Regions from separate parts of the Mus musculus genome. Here region 2 is linked to region 1. The links are chromatin contacts, called in public Micro-C maps. All regions are on one chromosome and are shown on one strand. Each heading gives the region's core, a stretch centred on a gene start, on an enhancer-like site or on the middle of the called end of the contact. The rest is flanking DNA. Distances are from core to core; before and after follow the strand shown. Region 1 has its middle 7.7 kb from the start of Gm32746. Region 2 overlaps Gm32659 (a long non-coding RNA gene).

The links. A called contact is a pair of places that touch in the nucleus more often than the background predicts.
Region 2: a contact with region 1 is called in a Micro-C map of brown adipocytes, with 4 times the contacts expected there. The contact joins two enhancer-like sites. A contact is called at or near these places in 3 of 39 promoter capture datasets (the 3T3-L1 cell line, 3T3-L1-derived adipocytes and the HPC-7 cell line) and 4 of 484 Hi-C or Micro-C datasets (brown adipocytes, cortical neurons, forebrain and 1 more).

Annotation. Positions count from the first base shown.
Region 1 is chr2:136,501,922-136,506,983 of GRCm38.p6, forward strand. No RefSeq gene overlaps it. Among named protein-coding and RNA genes, the nearest start is that of Gm32746, 7.7 kb to the right of the region's middle. Within about 2 kb of position 2,615, at least 11 of the 459 cell types and tissues checked have an H3K27ac peak or open chromatin away from gene starts, as enhancers often do. A contact at or near this core is called in 3T3-L1-derived adipocytes and brown adipocytes, where this site is marked.
Region 2 is chr2:136,676,679-136,681,740 of GRCm38.p6, forward strand. All of the region lies in intron 2 of Gm32659 (a long non-coding RNA gene), which reads right to left. Among named protein-coding and RNA genes, the nearest start is that of Snap25, 34 kb to the right of the region's middle. Within about 2 kb of position 2,108, at least 280 of the 459 cell types and tissues checked have an H3K27ac peak or open chromatin away from gene starts, as enhancers often do. A contact at or near this core is called in 3T3-L1-derived adipocytes and brown adipocytes, where this site is marked.

The DNA of each region.
Region 1 (5,062 bases), core at 1,365-3,864:
AATGGCCTTTTTCTGCTCATATTTTTCAAAGACATAATTGCCTAGTGAGTGCTTTGGGACTTTTCAAACACATCCTGTGAACAAGAGGAAATGAAGACATGTTGGTCCAGCTGATCATTTTCTTTGTGGATCTCATTCTTGCGTCAGCTATTGTTGGTACCCTATATGCCGTCTACTTGATAGTAGCCACAGGTACTTTTATCTTAGCTATTTTTTACATTTTCAAAGGAGAAATGGGTAAAAACTATGACCTCAACAAGGACAAAGGCTGGGTACTGGAGTCTAGAAATGCTACAGAGAAAACACTGGGTGGCAATGGAAAGAGAGTCAGTTCTCAGATGCTTGGTGGACGCCTCTCAGCCTTCCGGCCCACGAAGAAAGAGTCCCCCTTCTGAAGAGTGCAGTGGAGAGCCACACGAGAGGACTGCCAGAATGCTGTCAACAACTAGATTTTTTTATTAAGGTGAGGTTGTCAGATGTTCAGCTAATTTCTCCTTGATATGAGGAAAGTAAGTAACATGCATGTTTGGGATGAGAGGAAAATCAGTTTCCTGTTTTAAAAGTTCTGGCTTCTATTTCTCAAAAACAGCCGTGTCAGCCTCTGTGTGTCTTGCAGTAGCTGATTTTAGCTGTAAGCCTCATTTACCAGGAAACAAGTGTTATCATCTATATCAAGTCCTGACCAAGCAGAGAGGGGAAAAAAATAAAATTCCACCTTCTCTAGCAATTTGGATAAAATGTTTGACAGGGGGAAAGCTTAAGGAAGCTGTTGCTTTGACCAGGTATGGAATATTCCCCCTTGATTTCAAGCAGCAAAGAAAACCAATGCACTCAAGTGGATGGTATGTTTTCAGAGTGGCCTTTATGGCATGTGAGTGGACATTAAGTTCTGTTTCTAGCTTTGGTGACTGGAAACAGTGGACACTGTAGAGAAAACATGCCAGTGTGGTGGAATGACACTTCAAGTGCTGACATGACGCTGACTGAGAATTCTATTTTCCTTCCTCCCTCTGACAGCTCTGATTCAATGAAAACAAACAGGTTAATTTTTGTCTCCTGTTCTGTCTGATAAACATCTACCCTAAGTGCCTTGGGTTTGAGTTCTTGTGGGTAAGTTGTTGTATTTTATGTACATACATATAATTTTGGTTGTAAAAGACTCTGATTATTTGAGTCCCTTTGTCAGTCATATTATAACTTCTTAACACCAATTCTTAGCTCTCATATTTCAACCTATTCAGATCTTTTGGACTTCCTCATATCCTAACTTTTCCCAGACATTCTATCCAAAAAACTGAAAAACTCTGTATAACATGTAGGTGAGCAGTTCATATTTTTTTAAAAAAATGGTAAAATCATGGTGTATAAGAAAAACTAACAACTTCATTCTACACTCAGTAAATGTCGAAAACCACAGAAATCAATAAATTCTATCTAGTGTGATATATCACTATCCGATATATCACTATCTAGTGTGCTATAACACTTATCCACACTCTAGTCTAGTCCAATATCATCTCCACAGAATAAAGCTGGTATAATTTGGTTGACTGAGAACAGAATCTGGCCATGAATTTTAAAATTATCCTCATTGCATAGTTTCCACCTTTATACACAGAAGTAGAAGGGGCTGATCTAACTGCAGGGAATAGGTTACACTACTAAACCATGCCTTAAAGTGGTAGCCCTATGTACTGACTGCTTACATGTGCTTTATAACACAGAAATAGTTCTCAAAATTGACTGTCATGCAAGTATCATTCAAGAAGGTTGCAGTCAGTTCTCCTCATTGGAGCTCCACGAATTCATACCATGACATATCTAAGAGGACCAGGGAAATGAGGGATGGCTCACGGGCTTGATTCTGAGAGTAAAGAAGAGGAAATCCCAGGCTTATCTGAGGTTAAGGACTCTAGGAAAGAAGGAGAAAGGAGCTGTGGAGGTGGGAAGATGACTGCAGAAAGGGCAAGAACAGGAGGCCACATGTGAGCTCTGAGAGTAGTAAAACTGAAAGGAACCAAGGAAAGAGTTAAATTGGATTGGAGGAATTTCTGGGCACCTAAAAAGAGTCAATTGTCATTTTGTCTGTTGTCATTCAGGGCTAATGACTATGGCTGCAACCCAGTAAAGGCTCCTTGTGTGACCTTTGGCATTTGCTCATGATGGAAAGGATAAAGTTGATGGAAACAACGTAATAAGAAATGACATCAAAATTGGTCCTGTTGACTCTGTTGAGGCTGGCTTTCAAGCCCTCTGCCTTTCTGTTTTACATCCCTCCTCAGACTCCCAGAGCCTATCTTTGGGTCTACTTCATTCCAGATCTTTCTGAAACCAGAGAACTAACTACCCTTTAGTCTCTATATGGATTTCAAAAACAAATACTAAATTCAGTTAGGTGAGGATTCATTTCTGAGACTTTTTAATGTATCAGTGATTCATCTAGGGGTTCTCTGCAAACCTCCACCCTTTTGACTTAAAGGAACACAGTCAGTTGTCTAATATGCTTCTCATCCAGCAAAGAAATATTTTCTGCAGGAGTCCTGAGAAGGAATTGCCTAGTTTCTCCAGGGACATTTGGATGAGAGTCTGTTTCTCACAGGGCAGCCTGTTCTCTGTAAGTTCTTTGTAATATCCAGTGGAAATCCGAGTTCCAACACTCTTGGGTCTTAGCCCCATTTCTGTTCTGTTAAGCAATCCAAAAACAAATTGCTGCACCGGAATCCCAGATTCTGAGAAGAAAATAGCATTTCTTCTTATGGATTTTCCTCTTAGTGCTCAAAGCAGTGAACAAGCTGCTAAGACTCACTAAACTAAGCAGTATAGGCCAAACAAAGACCTCTTGTGCTTTGGCTTCAAAGCACTCCTACTGTGTTTCCACAAAGGCCCTATAACCACATCAAGGTGCAATACTTAGGAGAGTCAAACTAAGCAAACAAGATGCACTTATTTTTTTTCCTTCAAAAATTACAGGGTGAGTTTCAATATACTTCCAATTTGACAGTTCTGCTTTTATCTGTTTTTAATATCTTGTGTTCTGAATGAAAAAATTAATTCAGGCTATCCAATTGATTTACATTGCAAATTATCTTTTATGTCTTACAAGACAGATTTTGTTAAAAGCAAATGAATGGCTTTGGCAATGATTTCTTGGAGAGGATACTAAAAGCATAGGCTAAAAATGTAAAAAATATAATATAGACTACCTTAAATTAAAAGCTTCTGTGCATCAAAAGACATAATTAAGACTGAGAAGGCAACCCACATAATGAGGAAGAACATTTTTCAATTGTCTATCTGACAATATTTCATCTCCAAAATGCATAAAACCTTAATTAACAACAACCCTACTTAATGTGACAAAGGTTTTAATAAACATTTCCCCCAAAAGAACGTGCCATGTATGCCAATGTATACATGAAATGGTGTTCCATATTATTAATCATTATGGAAATGCAAATCTAAGCCATAATGAGATATTGCCCCATAATAATAAGAAACACCACAATTTAAAATGATAAAAATAAAAGATGTTAATAAGTACTTAGAAAGAATAGAACACAGGTACTTTTGGTGGGAGTGTAGACTGATGTGGCCCGTGTGATCCCTCAAAATATCAAAATAATTATCATGTGATCCAGCAGCCTCAACTCTGCACACTAAAAATAATTCTAAAGCAAGGTTTTAAAGAATTTTCTCACCCATGTTCATAACTCACAATAGCCAATTGGTAGCAGTAATTCACGCGTGTATAGACAGCTGAATGTGCAGATAAAATATAACGTATACATTCAATGGAATACTGTTCAACCTTAAAAACAAACCCTGTGCATACTAAAATATCAATAAATTTTGAGGACATTAATGAAATCTCACTAAAGAAAATAAACTCCAGTCATAACAAGACAAATTATTTTATGTGATCCCACTTATAGAAAGTCTCGAAAGTTGTCAGATCCATAGAGAGTGGAATGTTGGTTGCCTGGGACTTGGCAAAGGCACATGTCTCTAGTTTTGAATGCCACAAAGAGGTCTGGAGAGTCAGAGTAGTAGCACAGTAGAGCCACTATGGTTAAAGTTACTGTGTGATGCTCTAGAGCATGGAACTTTATGTCCTCTGACTTTACATAATTAAGAATCATATTGAAAGGAAGTAGATGAATTACAACCCTGTCACAATTTTCTTTTGTTTCTGAGATAACATAGAGGATAATACATGAATCAAAAGCCTCTTAATTTTTGTATGACTACAAAAGCTAGAGAAAATATTATTTAGCTTTTAAAATTTGGCTATAGCATTATGTCCAATCACGTCTCAGTCAGGACCAAGAACATTTAAGAGACAATTATTCTGTCTGCGGTAAAAACCTGCTATGCCAGATTTGGAAAACATGCCCAAGTGGTGGTACCGTGTAGGCAGGTTTGTTACACTGTGGTATGTCAGCTTATTTTGGCACTGGTAAGCATAAGGTGTCTCCATTGACTCTTGGCTTCTGATGACAAACAATTCATTACTAATAAGTCCCACAATGAAAATCCTGAAAATACACACTAAAGGGTCTTCAGTGAGCTGAAAACAATTCATAACTCAATGCAATGCACAACTGCTAGATTTGCTCTACCAGTCTGAGTCAACACTTCACTTACTATTTCAATGCAATTGATTCTTCAGGAAGCATTCAACTACTTTACAGAAAACACAACCATGGCATGAGTGTTTTACCTGAAGGCACCTGTTAAAAGACACTAGAATGAAGACTACTGCAACAAAAATTTTCACAGAATATTCTTCTTCAGATAGTTGATAACTTGTGTTATCTTGAAAATATATAATAACTTATACCATGTATATGTATATGTATATGTATATGTATATGTATACACTCACTACTAATTCTAAATGTCAACTCAAGTGGACTTGAAAATTACATGAGATTAGTCAGCCACATATCTGAGAATGTCTGTGTGGGCCTTTTCAGAGATTGTCACATAATGAAGGATCGCCTTGACTTCATGTATGGTTTAATCCATTGATGTATTCAAGATTCAAATCCCTACTTAGAGG
Region 2 (5,062 bases), core at 858-3,357, 170 kb after region 1:
TTTCTCTCTCTCCCCCTCCCTCCCTCCCTCCTCCCCCCTTCTCTTTAATCGCAGCATGCTGGTTGCTGGAGTACCCACCCAGTGCTGACACTTACAAAGCACTTTATTCTGCACTAATTCATCTGACCCTCACAGTGGTGGTCTCAGGAGGCAGAAGGGACACTAACTGCTCATATGAGGGCTCAGAATAAAAAGAAGTGACCCCTGCTGGTGTATAAAGCAGCCAAGACTTAAATCCAATTTTGCTGTTATTTTTTTTTCACATAGTGCTATTTTTAAAAGCACTAGTGTTGCAGCGATTCTTTATAAGAATCTTTATATGATTCAACCATAGAGAAGAAAATTGCTAAGAAAAGGAACGAGCTGGTATGGCTACCAACTGGCTGGAAGAGAAATGACTACCACGATGGCTCTTGCTCAGATGAGTGGCAATCACATTGCAGCATGCCAGTACAGACCTTAGGATTCTGTTGTCGACTGGCAGTTGACCAGTTGACTACAATAACTTAGTGGGCTGAATGAGCTACAGTAAGAAGTCCATACGCTTTATAAATGTTGGCATCCCTCCAAGCCTTGAGAAGTACAAAAATATAGAGATAACACTGGCTATACTGTGAGCATGCCGACATCTATTTGAATAACAGCTTTAAAATATTTACATTCCAAAGTAATGGGGTATTTCAGCTTACAGAGAGATCGGGGAAATACTAAAATCTACATCTTACTTAGGTGTCCAGCTTGTTCATAGGTCATGGTGTAATCTGACGTCAGTTCAAGATCATTTCTAGCCAACCAGTTTGAGTGGGAGACAACAGATATTCTGAGGAAAGGTCATTAACTTATGAAGTTGAGCAAGCTCATGGCCTGGTCTTCTTCTTTCTTTACATATTCATCAAACACTTACAATGTGCCAGCCATGGGCACTAGAACAATTCACAAGATAAAGCCCTAGATCCCAAGGAACTCATTCTTTAGAGGAGATGTTCTATTTACAGAACAATAATGCATAATGAAGTAAATGCAAAAGGGGAAAACTCAGCACAGCTGTGATAGACAGGATCTATTTTGGGTAGGATGGCCTTTGAGGCATGGGGGTGGGGGGCACTTTACCTGTGGAGGGGCCATCCAGCATGCCCGAAGACCCAGAGGCAGAGATAGATGATCAGCGGGGAGTTTAAAAAACAGAAACAGCATGACTAGACTAAAGTAAGGGCACATAGAGACCAGAGGGTGAGACATGGCAGGTGGCGATCATGGAGGGTCCTCTCAGCTTAGCACCGACTTTGGACAGGAAGATATGCGGTAAACAATGGTCTTTCTTTGCTTCCAGAATCTTGACTGATGTATGGAGAAATGACAGCTCTCTTCTTTTGGGGGAATCGAGCTGGTATGGCCTAGAGAAACAGAGAGCTTCCCACTGCCTCTCTGTGAGGCAGGACTTAGAACCGGGTCCTTTATGAAACATGTCACTGACCATCTAGCTTGAAGCAAAAGCACATCGAGGCCCCGAGGGGCCTCTTCAATCTGCTGCCACAGTGACTCAGGAGGGAGAAGGGTCCCTCTAGCTCTATCTTAGCAGGAGAGTCTATGGCTCCTGGAGGTGGGAGCTATCCTAAGATGTGTCTTTTGGTTAGTTAATACTGATAGGATCCTAGCTGTAACTACCTTCCAAAGATGGACTGGGAACCAGCAGAATGGTTATTTTGAGGATATTCGAGGCCTCCAGACCCTATTTCCCTTTTTCTAAGTAATACAGATATTCTTAGAGCTTTAAATTATGAGTGCATTTCTACGCTCCTGCAGAATTCAAGCTGGGAGTCTGGGTAGGAAGCTGTTTTTAAGGCCAGAAACTTCTAAGGACTCTTGCTGGCTTTCCCCGATCCTGGAGTGAGGCCTCTGTTATGGCTTAGCTGCTTCAAAAAACCCTGAGTCATTCCAATGGTCCTGTCTCCCCTTTTCCCTCCCGCAGCTCTCCCAGTGCAGAACAATCTAGGAGCAAACACCCTCCTCCCCTCCTGCGTAGCCGCCTCTGCGGACAGAAAGTGGGGGTGGCACAGCCCGGGCAAGCCGGCGGGGAGGGCGCCGGGGACGCGGTGCAGGCTGTGGGCGGAGGAACCGTGTCCCCGGTGCCGCAGTGAGCGGGTGGCGGAGGAACGCGGGCGGGAGGCCTCCTGAGTCACTGCGGCTGCGGGGCGCTGGAGCCTCAACCCCCGCCCTTGCAGGCTGCGGCGGGGGCGAGATGCGGCATCCCCTGGGTCAGGGGTCCCTCCGGCTTTCCAAACAGCCTGTGCTCATTTCCGCGGGGGCCTCGGGGCACTGCACACTCACTGCCCTGTCACTATTTGTTAGTCCTACATCTGCCCCGCGGAGATTCGCCTTAGACCAGAGACTTCTATGCCACCCCCGGGTGGATTCGGGGGCCCTCGCGTTTGGCGAGGTGCCCAGAGCGTCATCAGAATTTGGGAGATCAGTAAACAACACTAAGAGGAAGGAGTGGGGAGAAGAGGAAGGGAAGGGGAGAGCAGAGGGCGGGAGAAGATCAGAAAGACAAAACCTAACAAAACAAAACAAAACAAAATAAAACAAGCAGGAGTAAGCGGGGGTGGGGCATTCCTAATTTGCAGTGCCGAAGCCCACCCTTCGGTTGTATAGAAACTAAAGCCCTCTGTAGCAGTGGGGGTCCTCCCAAGATTTATGTTACTGAAATCAAAGCCAAGGTTCTCGGGGTTGGGGGAAAGTCTTTTGCGTCTTTTGCTCATAAAATATGAGAAGGCTCAAAATGCTGTCCTCAAAATACCACTTGATTGTAAGGCAAACAGACTAGTGGCTCTTGCCTGCTTCTCTACCATAACCTGCAAATCTAGAGCCAGTAAGAGTCTCCGAAAGCATTTAAGTGCCCATTTTACAGGTTAGGAAACAGATTCGGTGAGGGATGTGGGCAAGAATCAAAGAGATGGGGTGGAGTTTCCGCCCCATGTTTTTCCCCTTTGCCTTTCCTTAGCTCTTCACTTCATTTCTCCCATATTAAAATTCTAATAGAAGCCCCGGCCCCACTCCAGGCCCAGAGTTCAACTTCAGTCGGGAAAACAGTGAATTCTGAGTGCCAAGCCCCAAGCAGCCGCAGCTAAACAACCTCCCTCCCCACGCACGCCGAGACTGTCACAGCTGCCAGCCGCAGCTTGACAAGTTTCTGGGGCATCTATGCGCACCGAAAGAGGTGCGTCTCCTGCGGCAACAAGAACAGATTTTTGCCATCTCATCCCCACTTTCGCAGTCTCCAGTTGGCTTCTTGTGATTGGCCAGAACTTTCCCTCTTAGAGATGAGGAGAATCCAGTCCTCCAACCAGCTAAGAGAAAACAACACTCCACCACCTCGCAGCAGCAGACCCGGGACGCTCCACCCCCTCCAATGGCCAGGCTGGAGCCCCACAGGCAGAAAGATCCTCCCTTCCGGAAACTCTGACCATTTAAAGTGGGCACGGGAGGGGGTGGGGTGGGGGATGCAGCCTCTGACCACCAAAGCTAATCTGTTCCATTTAGCCTGTAATTGAGGGTGTCATTGTGTGTCCTTCAGCTTTCAGGAACAAAAGTTCTTCAAAATTGAACTTGAAAAGTTGCCATGGAGGCTGGCAGTTTGTGTTCACCGGAGGTGGTTGCTAATACACGTTAGATTTGGGGCAATTAACCTTGCTGCCTGCCTACCTGAGTCTACACTCCTACAACATCTGAACCACACTCACCTGTGACTTCCCTCAGAATAGGAAACTACTCTTTAAAGTAACCTATAATATTGCCAGGTCCACCAGGGCTAAGGCATAATTAGTTATCAGTAGTCCCAATTTACAAGTAAATCTCTGCTTTGGCTGTGTGTTAGAACCGCTTGGGTTAAAATAATACTGATGCACAGGTTGCCTCTGAAACTATGAAAATCACTGTTGTACAAGTGTTTCCTAATGGTTCCTCCAGGAGACTGTAACACACAATAAACCTGAAAGTATCCTCTCTCATGGAGGGCACCCTTGCCTGTCTCCCAGCTGTCTTCTAGTAACTGTGTCTGATATTCCTCTGGAAACAACACTCAGCAAAGCATCCTAGAGACTGGTTCTCAACCTCTATCTTGCCATCACCTGTAGAAAGTCCCCAGGTAAGTCAAGGCAACACAAAAGACATCACCAGTCTAGTGAATTATATCCATACTCAGCAGAAACAAATGACTTCCTTTTCACAGGCACCATGGGAGCCTCTGTAGTGCAAGACATCCTATCAGAGCTAATTTGTCACATAACTGCATGCTATCTTGTTTTACCCTGAAAAGCAAGTTCTGACATAGTAGAACACCAAACACGTGGTTGTTTGCTGTTCATGGTCAAAAATGCAGAAACAAATGGTACTTTTCAACTTTCCAGTTAATGGCTGTCAAAAAAAGAAGGGTGAGGGAGCTGAAACAGGTATGTCTTGAGTTATTTCTTCAATGAGCATTAAGAGCAACGATAGGAGGGGACTGGAGAGATGGCTCAGCAGTTAAGAGCACAGGTACTGCTTCTTCCCAAGCACCCAGGTTCAATTCCCATCACTCATATAGAAGCTCACAATTGGCTGTAGCTCCAAGTTCTGACATTCTCATATAGACATACATGAAGGCAAAACACTAATGCATATAAAATGAAAAGAAAGAAAGTAAGTAAGAAAGAGAAAAAGAAAGAAGAAAGAAAAGAAAACTTAAAAAGGAGCCATGGTAGGTTAATTAGTTAAATGATTCGTTAAATGTGAAAAATATTAACATTAAATTACATGTTAATAATAAATAGGACCTCAAGACAAAGCAAACGGGCTCCTAATTCTAAAGATGTTCTTACCAGCTCGTGTAACAGTGGCATAGGAAGCTGAGAGCCGGCACAGTTGTGGGAATAGGGTGGTCTGCAGAAACACTCAGCAGGCCGCTAAGATGATGCACTAGCTGCTTTGCATCCCCTTCTTGGTCAAAAGCAGACCTGGAAAATGCGTCCTCTGCTCTAAGTCTGGGTGTTGCGAATCCTTGGCTTACTAAGCTTAAATTGGGAAG